Linked DNA regions of Mus musculus: regions 1, 2 and 4 are each linked to region 3. A link is a contact called in public HiChIP or PLAC-seq and promoter capture Hi-C data. All regions are on one chromosome and are shown on one strand. The core of a region is the stretch at or near the end of the contact, and the rest is flanking DNA. Distances in the headings are between cores, read along the strand shown.

Evidence for each region. Promoter capture Hi-C pulls out the DNA fragments that hold promoters and counts their contacts. HiChIP or PLAC-seq counts read pairs in DNA pulled down with a chosen protein or histone mark. Capture Hi-C pulls out chosen DNA fragments and counts their contacts.
Region 1: a FOXA1 HiChIP or PLAC-seq map of pancreatic cancer cells shows a contact between it and region 3. The contact joins the promoter of Bok here to the promoter of Sned1 in region 3. A contact is called at or near these places in 6 of 39 promoter capture datasets (cranial neural crest, hippocampal neurons, liver and 3 more), 2 of 484 Hi-C or Micro-C datasets (the G1E-ER4 cell line and embryonic stem cells) and 2 of 115 datasets of contacts at active chromatin or transcription factors (embryonic stem cells and pancreatic cancer cells).
Region 2: a contact with region 3 is called in a promoter capture Hi-C map of liver, with 2.3 times the contacts expected there. The contact joins the enhancer-like site here to the promoter of Sned1 in region 3. A contact is called at or near these places in 2 of 39 promoter capture datasets (liver and neutrophils), 1 of 115 datasets of contacts at active chromatin or transcription factors (stem cell-derived neural progenitor cells) and 3 of 9 other capture datasets (adipose tissue, embryonic stem cells and liver).
Region 4: a promoter capture Hi-C map of pancreatic islet shows a contact between it and region 3. The contact joins the promoter of Rnpepl1 here to the promoter of Sned1 in region 3. A contact is called at or near these places in 1 of 484 Hi-C or Micro-C datasets (embryonic stem cells), 2 of 115 datasets of contacts at active chromatin or transcription factors (embryonic stem cells and pancreatic cancer cells) and 2 of 9 other capture datasets (adipose tissue and pancreatic islet).

Annotation. Positions count from the first base shown.
Region 1 is chr1:93,684,211-93,687,043 of GRCm38.p6, reverse strand. Bok (BCL2-related ovarian killer) reads right to left here and starts at 1,469. Exons shown (of 5, transcript NM_016778.3): 1 at 1,190-1,469; 2 at 375-626. The coding sequence starts at 597.
Region 2 is chr1:93,719,851-93,723,008 of GRCm38.p6, reverse strand. The region is part of intron 3 of Thap4 (THAP domain containing 4); the gene reads left to right. Among named protein-coding and RNA genes, the nearest start is that of Thap4, 33 kb to the left of the region's middle. Within about 2 kb of position 1,603, at least 8 of the 459 cell types and tissues checked have an H3K27ac peak or open chromatin away from gene starts, as enhancers often do. A contact at or near this core is called in liver, where this site is marked.
Region 3 is chr1:93,234,210-93,237,243 of GRCm38.p6, reverse strand. Sned1 (sushi, nidogen and EGF-like domains 1) reads right to left here and starts at 1,347. Exons shown (of 31, transcript NM_172463.4): 1 at 1,043-1,347. The coding sequence starts at 1,255.
Region 4 is chr1:92,909,427-92,912,212 of GRCm38.p6, reverse strand. Rnpepl1 (arginyl aminopeptidase (aminopeptidase B)-like 1) reads right to left here and starts at 1,388. Exons shown (of 11, transcript NM_181405.4): 1 at 730-1,388. The coding sequence starts at 1,242. It overlaps 5033417F24Rik (RIKEN cDNA 5033417F24 gene), which reads left to right and starts at 1,449. Exons shown (of 2, transcript NR_138578.1): 1 at 1,449-1,634; 2 at 2,235-2,786.

The sequences.
Region 1 (2,833 bases), core at 220-2,719, 450 kb before region 3:
AATACTGCTCCTCCAGAGCTTTCTGTGTTTTATGGCAAGAGTGTCTGTGATCTGGACTAAGCAGGAACCAGGAGGGGGGAGGTTGACAAAGGAGCCTGCAAGCAGACAAGCCTGGGGACAAAGAGCAGCGCCAGCCTGGGTGGCCTATCCTTGCACCCTCTCCATTCCAGACAGATTTGGGCTCCCACGCACGCCTCCTCTCTCAGCGCCAGCGGGAGGGTGAGGCACAACCGCAGAAGGGCTGGTCATGTCACAAGAAGGGAATGTCTGTGCAGAACAGCTGTACCGGGAACCCTGAAACACTGCGGGCAGGCCCATCCAACCAGCTATAGAGGGGCGGCCTGGGATGGTACCTGCTGGTGCCCCACACTCACCCAAGCGCAGCAGCACTGTGCACACCTCTGCCAAGCGTCCTCCAGGGGCAGGCGAGGCACGCTCTGGAGCGCTCCAGGAGAGGCCGGCGCGCAAAAGCCGCGCGTGCACGTACTCCCGGCCTAGTGCCTTAGCCTGGGCCACCAGCTCCTTGTCTGTGGGCGAGCGATCAAAGGCGTCCATGATCTCCGCTGCAAAGACAGAAGAGCGCCGCAGCACCTCCATGGCCGAAGCGCGGGCGAGAGGCGCCACACCTACGAATAGACTGAGTTCAGACCGGACCGCCTCCAGCCAGGTGGCGAAAGGACTCCCGCCACGGGAGGAGACCCAGAAGCGCGGCCCGAGGCACAGCGGTCCCCACCGCGTGCGCGATTCAAACAACACAGGAGGTTGGCTGTGCGCCGCCCTCAAAAAGGGCCGGTTTCCGATAGCCTCTCGTTTTGCACCCCAAATCTTTTAAAAGTCTCGGGTTCTTTTTAGGTTCTAAATTAAATCTCGCAGATCCCAGCGGTGGTCAGGGGTTGGAAACACCGCAGGGAAGTGGCGATAGGTTCTTTAATCACAGCGCCCAGGCTCCAGGACCAATTTGGGGGAGAAGAGGATGCAGAGTAGCCTGCTGCGACCAGCCGACAAGCAGGACCCCGCGGGCTCCTCCCTGCCGACGAGTGGGGTCCTAAGGAAGGCTCCAAACTGCGCGGCAGTCCCCGGGCTCGGAGACCACGCACCTGCGCACCTCGCAGAGCCCGTGTTTGTCCCCGGTGTCGCTGTTCCCATGGTGCTACATCCAGGGCACCGACGCCACGCCCGCCCGACTCACCTCTCCCGCCTCATGGCGCGCGGGGCGGCGGTGGAGTTCTGGTTTCAGGACCCGCTCGCTGCCGTCTCCGGCGGTCTAGACCCTTCCATTCAAACCCGCGAGCGCGCGCCCCGCCCCAGCGCCCGCCCCGTCCACACCCGAGCTGAAGCACAGGCTCCGCCGGTCTTCCCGCGCGCTCGCAGAAGTCCTGGTCCCGAGGGGTGCGGGAGGCGTACCGCGGTCTCCCCGCGGGCGAGAAGCCAGGCTTAGGGCTTCGCCTTCTAAGGAAACGGCAACCCCCGGGGGCGGAGCCGCAGCCCAGCTCTGCCCAACGCCTCCCTGGTTTAAGAAAGGCCAGCACAAGTTCTCGGGATGCGCCCGGGAACGCCGCCAGACTGGAGCTGTCCCGGCAGGCAGCGCGAAGAACATCCAGCTCTGACACCAACCCACTGGGGCGCACCAAGTTCCATTTTAAAATGAGCTGACTTATATTTCCTTATTGTCTTATAGAGGCTCCTTAAAGATCCTGGATTCTTGAAGTTGTAGGAGATCTGATGCCCTCTTCTGATCTCCAAGGACACCAGGCATGCACGGGGATTCACAGACATGGAGGCAGGCAAACATTCATACACAAAACAAAAATAACAATAAGTAAATATTTAAAAATAGATTCTGCATTCTTGGCTTAATAGAGCCTTTGGAGTGTGGTGAAGACTTGGGTATGTACATGGTTGAAGATACTACAAATACCCATCCATTCCCACTCAAGTCTAGCTTTGCTTTTAATGAGCTGGACTTATTTATATCCAATCCAATATATAATCTTTTGTAGTTAGTTATCTCTCATTAGGGTATTTCCCTTTGACAGAAAAAGGGGAGGGAGGGAGAGAGACAGAGACACAGAGAGAGGCAGAGACAGAGAGACTCACAAAGAGAGAGAGGCTTGTCTGGAGCTCTGTGTTGACCAGCTGGTCCAACCTGCAGGAATCACCCAGCCCCTGGCTCCGGAGTACTAGACTACAGCGGTCTTCAGAAGCTTAGTTACTTTAGGATTCATACTTAGACCTATGCTGGATCACAGACATCGTTGTGAACAGTGTGGCAGTGAATCCGAGCTCCCTTTTTCCATACCGATTTCCAAGAAAGTCAACATCATCTACTAGACTCTGGTCTTCTCCTTCATCTTTGGACCCAACTGCAAAATCTCAACAATGGGATTTGCTAACTCGACCTAGTTTGTGTAAGTAAAACACTTCACTTAGAGCTATAAAATGCATATTCTACACACGCACACCAAAATAGACTACACCTGAAACCATAAACAAGTGTCAACAAATTTCAAAGAACCAAAATCATACAGTAATTACTCTCTGAATTAAAGCTAAATTGCAGAAAAACCAGTGGAAGTCTCCAAATGCTTGGAAATGAAACAGCGTACTTATAATGAGGCAATAAATAATAAATCACAATGAAAATGTTAAAAGGTTTATTTATGTGTTTTATGTAGATGGGTGTTTTATCTGGATGTATGTCTGCACACAAGAAGAAAGCATTGGATCTCACAGGACTACAGTTATAAGTGGTTGTGAGCCACCATGTGGTTGTTGGGAATTGAACTCAGTACTTCCGGAAGAGCAGTCAGTGCTTGTAACCGCTGAGCCACCT
Region 2 (3,158 bases), core at 354-2,853, 490 kb before region 3:
GACCAAAAGTAACTTGGAGAGGAAACTGTTTATTTCATATTACAACGCTTGGGTCACACTCCACCACTGAGGGAAGTCAGGGCAGGAACTGAAACAGAAGCTGTGGAAGAATGCTGCTTACTGGCTGTTCCTTGTGGCTTGCTCAGTTTGCTTGCTTAGACAACTCAGGACCACTTCTCTGAGTTGGTACCATCTCCAGTGAGCTGGGAATTCTGGATAATAAATTACCTAGTGCTGAGAGATGGCTGCGGTTAAAAACACTGACTGCTCTACCAGAGGTTCAGTTCCCAGCACCCACGTGCCAGCTAACAGTCATCTGTATCTCCAGTTTCTGGGGAATCTCAAATTATCTTATGGCCTCCAGGCATCTGTGTAGGGAATGCCTATACACATAAAACGAAACAACAACAAAAAGTCTTGGGCTAGAGAGATGTCTCACCAGTTAAGAGCACATATTTCTTTTCCAAAAGGACCCAAGTTCGATTCCTAGCACCTATGTCAGGCCACTTAAAATTACCTATAACTCCAGCTCCAGAGATCCCCAAGCTCTGACCTCCATAGGTACCCCAACACATGTGTCATACACACATATATACTCATGATAAAAATTAAATAATCTTTAGATAAATAAATCTCAAAAGAGTCAAGTAACATAATGCCTGTAACCCCAGTACTTGGGATAATGAAGCAGAAAGATCACAAGTTCCAGGGCTGTGGGCCTGATTGTCTCAGATTTAAGAGTAAAGAGGTGTGGGCCTGGAGTGGTGGTTCCGTGGGTAAGAACTCTAGCTGCTTTTCTAGAGGACCTAGGTTCTGGGTTTGGTTCCCAACACCCACAAGGTGACTAACAACCATCTTTAAGTAGTTCCAAGGGAGCCCATGTCTTCTGGCCTTGCAATTACCAGGAATGTATGTGGTACACAGACATACATGCAGTCAAAATACCCATACATATAAAATTTTTTAAAATAATAATAAAATTTTAAGAGAGAGCCAAGGATATATATAGCTCAGTGGTAAAAGACTCGCCCAACATGTGTGAGACCCTGGGTTCAATTCCAGCACTGGAAAAAACAAACAAATAAATGGTCCAGATAGTATAAATCAGGCTCGCTCCTTCTTTCTCCTCCCTCCAGTCTCTCCCTCCACCCCCCCCTCCCCCTCCACCCCGGTCCCCTTCCGTCTCCCCTGCTAGGCCTCGTGTATAAGCAGCCTCTGCCACTGCATTATACTCAGAGCTCAGCCAGAGCCTTTTCGGTTTTCACGTCAGGCTATGACAGTGTAGACCATGCTGGCCTTTGTCTCCTAAGTGCTGCGATTAGAGACCTGTGTACTATGTTCAGTATGAATATGTGACAAAGGTTAGTAGAAATTATACCCTAATTATATTTAAGTGTGTGTTTGTGTGTGTGTGTGTGTGTAAACAGTACCTGTTCTTCTATTTCTACCATATAGAATGATTGGGTTCTTACACAAAAATAAGCACTGGATTTAATTCCAGCACTGGGGACACGAGGCAGACAAATCTATTTAAAGTCAAGGTCAGCCATCAATACACAGTGAGACCTTGTCTCAAAACAAACAAACAAGCAAAAGCCTTTAATCCCAGCACTGGGGAAAGAGGCAAGTCTAGTCTACAGAGTGAGTTCTCAGACAGCCTAGACTACACAAAGAAACCCTGAGATTTGGCTGTAATTATCTACAGTGTTTACAGCAGTGCCTAGGACTGAAACTGAAATACACAAGTTGAAAGGCCTCTGGAAAAGGACACTCCATATTATTAAGAACAAGTTACTGGGGCCGGGTATATCTGGTATGTGCTTCAGACCCTGCCACAGCACCCGCGTGCACACACACATGATCTCCTGGCCTTAAGAGTTGGTCAGCGTGGAACAATGAACAGGAATGGAAGAGTGTTGGCAGGGGCTGGTAGACAGCTGAGAGAGCCTCTTCTGGTCAGAGTAGATCATGTCCCAGCAGTCCCATAGCTAAGGTCTCTTCCATAATGGCTTTGTTTGTTTGTTTGTTTGTTTGTTTGTTTTGCTGAGTGAACTTCTCCTAGGGAAACATGAGCTATGAGCTATTCACCCCAAGTCAACAACCAAGGACTCTACCAAGGTTCAGCTTGTTACATGTCGGACATATTACAGAGCATGGGTGGGAGGTTACTCACAGGAGTGTGGGTGGTCCCCAGACAGCGACATTACCACAGAGCACACCCCATCATGGATGCACCCTCACAGAAGCTGCATCACAGAGCTCCCTTTTAGTTAGCCTTACACTTGCATATGCTCTAGCATCTCCCGGGATCACTTGCACTTGTTGGGTGGACAGGAGAGAGTAATGTGCGGAATCTCAGGTAACGGTCCTGTGCGAAAGAATGTTGACAGCTCTATTACCGTAAGACCTAGCCGTCACCATATTGCTCTGTGTGTTTTATTACCATTGTTTCTGAGACACAGAAATCTCTGCTCCAAGATGGTAGTAGGATGACCATGTAATTCCAGAAGGAAAAGGCCCTAGCACCCCAGACCCCCATCTTCTGGCTACTACATTTTTTACTCCCTCTTTTGCAAGATTCATTTAGCCTTGGAAAGGTGGTACATGTATTTTTTTTTTAAACATTGGCCCACCTATGTCACTTAACCAGGCCTTATTTATTCTTAGCAGTGTAACCAGTTATGAGTCTTTGCACCTTACCAGCTCTCTACAACCAAGGCCTAATAAACTAATAAAGGTACTAATAAACTCTGATCATAAACACAGACACGTACAAGGTCATTTGATATGTCCATTCAACAAAGCAAAACAATCCTCCTGAGACGTGTGGCCTGCCCAGCCACAGGCTTCTATCTGACATACACTACCAGCAGCAAGGTGTGACTGATCTTCTACAGCGAGCCTTGCAGCTAGTTGGAAGGCTGCTGGCTGCACTCAGAGTCGTCACAGCTACTGTTGTGCCGTGAGCAAGCCTACCTGGCAGTTTGATAGTGTAGCTCTCGGTACATGTAGGCCAGTAAGATCGTTGGTGGCAGTTCTTCCAGCGGCAAAGCCAGCCAGCATGGAAGGAGGGTCCGGCTGAGTCCCAGCTTGATTTCTCCACGTTCTGCAACCAAAGCCTGCAGTGTCACCAGCAGGATGATCCTACCATCCAGTCA
Region 3 (3,034 bases), core at 98-2,597:
CACGTGGCTGGTGATGGAGGCAGTGTTCAAGATGGTAGGGATGACAGTATGGCGGCTGAAGGCAGCAGTGCTTATGGCGGAGGTGAGTGTGCCAGTGGAGGCGGTGATAGTGGATGTGGTGGCACTAATGGCAAAATCATTGGTAGAGCTAATGGTGATTGGTGTTGGATTCGGCAGAGGGTGTGTGAGAAGATGGTGCTTTAACTATAGACTACGTTGGCTCTGGCGTTTCTAAGTGGATTTGAGTAATTCAGGAGGCTCATTTCACTACAGATCATCCCTTTGTGCACAGGTGACTGGCGCAGGGTCAGACCCTGAGAACATGGAGGCTGGCACTCAGGTTCTGCAATCCACTGAGACCTCTCCAGCATTCGTGTCTGGGGCTGGAGTGAGGAATTACCCTTGGGAGCCCTGTTTAGAGGGTCTGATCTTGGTGGCCAACCTCCAGGGGACTAAGATGGGGAGGGGAAGGGGTAAGCCCCTCTACACTGCCCCTAGCTGCCAGCCCTGCCCAGCGCAGGTCTCCTGCAACTAAGCAAATCATGCCCGAATTCCTTCTGGCTGTGGGCCTTGGGTGTTAACTGTGGGTGAGGTTGAAATGGCTTAGAGAGGGCTGAGACCATCACAAGCCAGATACCCCACTAGGGTAACTGTGGCCAGAGGCCATGTGCCTACTACCACATAGCTCACTGTGAAGGAACAGGATCGAAGGCTCCCCACTAGGCACTGGGGGACCCGCAGCTCTGCGGAAGCCTGTCGAACTCTGCCAACGTCCCAAACAGGTCGGGCCTTGAGCAGCAGGGGCGCGCCGCGTTCCGCTGGCCTGGCTGTCGCCTAGGTGCCCTGGCGGTTGCTCGCCCCGCCCTGCCCACGCCTCTCCCGCCAGTCGCTGTCCGGCCTTGGCCGCGGGAGAGAGGAAGCGCTGTCCTCATTCCACCTCTGGCTGCCGCGGTGCCAAGTTGCTGGCGGCGGCAGCGGCAAGAGTTGGGGTGGAGGGCAGCGGCGCCCTCCCCGGAGCCCCCTCGAGCTCGGGGTTACTCACGTAGAGTCCGGAGTGCTCGGCGCCGAAGAACGGAAAGGGCACCGAGAGTGGTTGCAGCCCTGAGCCGCCGTCGTCCTGCTTCGGGGTGACGGTGTCGCCGCGCTTCGTGCCGAACGGGTAGAAGTCGGCGAGGGCCACGGCAGCGCGCACCCCGCGCGTCCCGAGCCCCAGGGCTGCGGCCAGCAGCAGCGCCCAGGCGGCGCCGAGGCGCATCGCCGGGATCTGAGGGCGGGCCACGGGGCTCGGGCAGGTGGCTGCAGTCACCGCACGACCGACTGGCCGCACAGTTCCCTTCCGCTAGCTCGCGTCGCACTCCGGAGACCCGCGCAGCTTAGGAAGGCGTGAGGCACGACTGCGGACCGCCTGCCTAACGCGGGGACCGGGGTTTAAATAGCCTGCCCAGCCGGCCACTCGGGAGGGGCGGGGAGAGGCGGGGTCATGCAAATAGTGGCATTTTTAACTTGCTGGTCCGCGGAGTGGGAGGGTGCGGGAGCGGAGCGTAGCTCCCAGGCCCTTCTGTGTCGAGGCTCATTAAAGCCGAACTAGTACTGGGTTGGCTCCACCTCCAAACCGAGGCCCTTTTGCTCTCTTGCATTTGGGCTATGTTGAGGTGAGGACTTACAGTCTCCTGTCACCAGCTTAAGGCCTGCCCACAGGAGGAGCGTGGGCAAACCCAGCAGTTCTGAAGCTGACTTGTTGCCCTAAGGCCTGATTTTGAACAGGCTTCCTGTGTGTCCTCTGGGGTCCCTGTCAGGCCAGAGCATCTGGCTTTTCCTGACAGAATGCCAGTCTGGGCCACTTCTCCCTACAACACTTACACAAACCTTGCGTGGCCACACCCCAGCCCTAAGTTAGGACATCAACTTTCAGAACCAGCTGAAACCTGTCCTAGGGTCTATTCCTTTTCTGGTTTCACTGAGGATGAACCTTGGGTCTGGGAGACTCGAAGACTTACTTAGCTTTCTCTCGTGTAAGGACTTTCCCCTATGGGATCAGTCATGCAGCACAGCTGGACAATGTTAGGGAAACCTGCGGGGTAGGCTGGTCACCCAGGCCCTGGGGGCAAGTTAGTTGCTGTGGCTCCTTAACCTTTCTCGATCTTCTTAAGAATTGCTTTGTAAGTGGCTGTCCTGCCTCAGGGGTGCAACCTGGTCTTTTTCTGTGTCCCCTTGGCGCCTCTTGGGGGCCTCAGTTCTCACCACCTTGTCTGCACCCAGATCCTACTGTTGGATAATGTGACTATAAGCCAAGTCTGGGATCCCCAAAGACAAGATGCTGCCTCTCAAAGAGAAGCAAGGAAGAAAAAGAAAAGCTACAGAAGTAGCAGCAGCTGCCCCGGAGATTCTGGTTTGTGCTGGCTTTGCATTTTTCTGGATTTCCCAAAATCTCTCTAACAAGCATGTGCTGTGTCTCAGTTCCACAAGGGACATTGCATATTATTTTTCAAGTATAGCAGAGAGTTCTCCGTGTGTCAGTCAGGGGTACCTAGCTTACACAGATCCTGTTCTTAGCAGACTCACCACTGTGATACGCCCAACCCTCAGCGTCGGGGACCAGGCACCAAATTTAAGGAGACCATTTTTGTTTGCACTGACCACGTCTACCCCACACCTGGTACATGGCTTGCCTTCCTCTGTCCCACCCCTCCAGCTTTGTGTAGTGATCCTGATTGGCAGAGGGGTAAGCCAAGGCTGGAGATGTGAAATGTTTTGCTGTACAGTTGGCTAGAGAAGATCAGCCTCTGGTGCCAGGCGTGGTGACGACTTTAATCCCAGCACTCAGGAGGCAGGTGGATCTCTGAGTTTGAGGCCAGAGTGAGTTCTAGGATAGGCAGAGCTATATGAAGAAACCCTGGCTAGCAAAAACAAAAACAAAACAAAAACCGATCAGCCCTTGGGCCAGGCTTCTGGATGTAAGAGTACTCTCTGGTAAACACCGTCGTCTCATTGACCAGACCACATCACGGTCAGGACCAGGCCTCGCAAGGCCTCC
Region 4 (2,786 bases), core at 139-2,638, 330 kb after region 3:
TCTCCTACCTGGGGAGCTGGAGGGAGGAACCGTGCTTCAGGAGTCAAAGGTCCTGTTCCATTCTGCAACCCCATTGGCCCTGTGCTACCCCAACACTAGCTTTACATCCTTTGCTTTTTCCATCGGGACCTGTGGGATGGTGGGTGCTCTGTGCGGAAAGCCTGAGCAGAGCCCTGTGTGTCTATTAGGAGGTGGAGCACACCTGCCCCAGCATGTCACAATACAGTGTAGGGAGCCCAAAGCCACGCCTCACAGCTCACAAGGCCTTGTCTGTCACCCACTGTCCCTCGTTCCACCTCCAGAGAACAGACCCGGGTGTCCTCAAGCCCTGTGAAGGTGCAGGTCACAGGGTGGCCCTTCTGTATCAGGCGCTCTCAGAACACCCCTCAATGCTGGGCTCTTACAGCTGACTTAGCAGAGCCCCACCAGAAGCTGCTCTTGTACCCAGATACTGGTACAAGACGGGAAGTTGTCGTTCTCCCCTTCCCCTGAGAAACACACTGTTGAGTATCTCCACTGTCCACCGGGCCTGGACCTGGGGCTCTACTCGAAGAACTTGTAGGCAATATGCCACCTAGGGCAGACAGACTCTTGGTCCAGGCTGCCCCTCGCCCTCTGCAGGTGTCCCAGGGGCAGGGTGCAGCTGGCCCAGCAGTGAAATGAACGAGGGGTGCCTTCAAAACCCCGCTGACCGCCCACAATCCAGAAGCCCACCCGGGCGGGACTCACGGCCGGGGCGTCGGTCGAGGTGTAGCGTAGGATGACCTGGAAGGGCTGGTGCGCCTGCACCTCGGGAGGCAGTGTGACGGTCAGAGAGGAGCCATAGTCGGTGAACGGGTCCAGCCTGAAGGCCAGCGGGCAGCTGGCAGACTCCGCTCCAGGCGCATCGGCGAAGCCGGGCAGCGGGGGCCCCGACCCCGGGGCAGGGAAGGCGAAGGTGCACGGCGACTCGGAGACGGCGGAGGCGCGGCGAAACGAGACCGAGTGTAGGCGCAAGGCCGGGTGCGCGTCGAGCACGAGCGCGCGGGGCGCGGGCCGCAGCGCGCACAGTTCCAGCACCAGGCAGCCGGCCAGCTCACGCGCCTCGGGCCGCAGCTCCAGGCCCAGCTGCAGGTGGCGGAGGCGGAAGAGCTGCGCGCTGGAGGCCGAGGCCACGTCCAGGGCGGGCGGCGGCTCCGGCGGCGGGCGGGCGGGCGCGGCTTCGGCGCCGGGCGCCTTGCGGCAGCAGCACTGCGCCGCCATGACCACCGGCGCTAGGTGAAATCCATGGGCGGCGGCCACTGTAGGCCGCGGTCAGTGGGCGAGGGGCCCGGGCGGCGGTGGCGGTGGCGGTGGCGGTGGTGGTGGCGGCGGCGGCGGCGGCGGTGGCGGCCGGGCGCGGGCACAACAGGAAGTCGCGCCGGGAGCCGCCCGGCCCGTCCCCGCGCCGTGCGCCGCCCCGCTCAGGCTGGGCTCGGCAGCCACCGGGGGCGCTGTGTGCGGCCCCGGGCCTGTGCACCGAGACGCGGCGCGAGCGGCGGAGCAGAACGCGAGGCAGGACGCTGGGGAAGGCTGGGCATCTTCAGCCTGCGCGCTGCAACTATGGCTTGCGGGGTAGTCTTGGAGGCGGGACCGTCGCTTTCGCAGGGACGCAGGTGACACCTCTTCCAGTCGGTCCTCAGACTCCGGGAATGATTCTTGTGGTTACCCTGATGCGATTCCGCCAGAGTCCTCCAATTGGCCTGGGCAGTAGCCATCGGGTGCAAAGCGGCTTGGGAAAATGCACGGCTGTCAAGTACATAGTCCATAAAGGTGTGACTATTTAGATTCAAATTAGGCATAAAGAGAAGCTGTCAGTAGCACTGGCCGTGTTTTAGGATCGACTTTTTGTTGTTGTTGAGGTGTGTGTGGAGTGAAGACACACTGATGAACGCAGTTCTGCCTTGAGGCTCCTATGTAAGGGCTACAGAGCTGCAGGGGCATTTTAGGCTAGCACAACAAAACCGTTCAAAGGTTGAGCTGTCCAATACCAGTACCAATACAAGGTGTGGACAGAGGTGATCTGCTGTCTATCGGTAGGAGGAGGGACAGATTTTGAGGGAGAGGAACTTTTAAAACTGGGGGAATATTCTGGAGAGACACATTCTGTCTCCTACTCTGATAGTGTGGGTGAAGTGTCACTTCTGGGGAGTGCCCAGCTGTCTGGATTCAGTCTCCCCAAATGCAAGTCAAGTGAACCAGCCCTCTTTCCACAGGTGAGAGGTACGGCTAAGTCTCCATGCGCCCTCTTAGCTGGCAGTACCTGGGATCACTCCTGGAGCCCTCATTTCAGATTCTGCAGGAACTCCAGGGCTCATGTTGTCATTCAGAGGCAAGGACAAGAGGGAGGAAGACCGGGCTCAATGGAAACCCCTCAGAATTCCAGCACTTGGGAGGCGGAGACAAAAGCATCAATAGTTCCCAGTCATCCTTGGCTGTATACGGAGTGGGTGCAGCCAGCTGGGTTAAAAAGAGTAAAGGGACCCAGAGTTAAGGTTATCACTACTTTCAGGTGTCCAGTGGCCTGTCCACAAGATTATCTACGAAGGGATTCTCAGATTCTCAACTCAATTGGACTGTCCTGTTGGCCTGGGTTTCTTTTGTCCAAATGATGTAGATTGTAGGGGTCCCCCAGCCCAGTCTCAAGTTGTACCCCCAGAGGTTGGGGGTCTTATCATTTCTGTCTTGGTGATACTTCCTTCTGGAAACAGAAGTTGTTATATGAGACAGCCTTGGCCCAGCTATTCCACTTCTACAGACGGACTGGG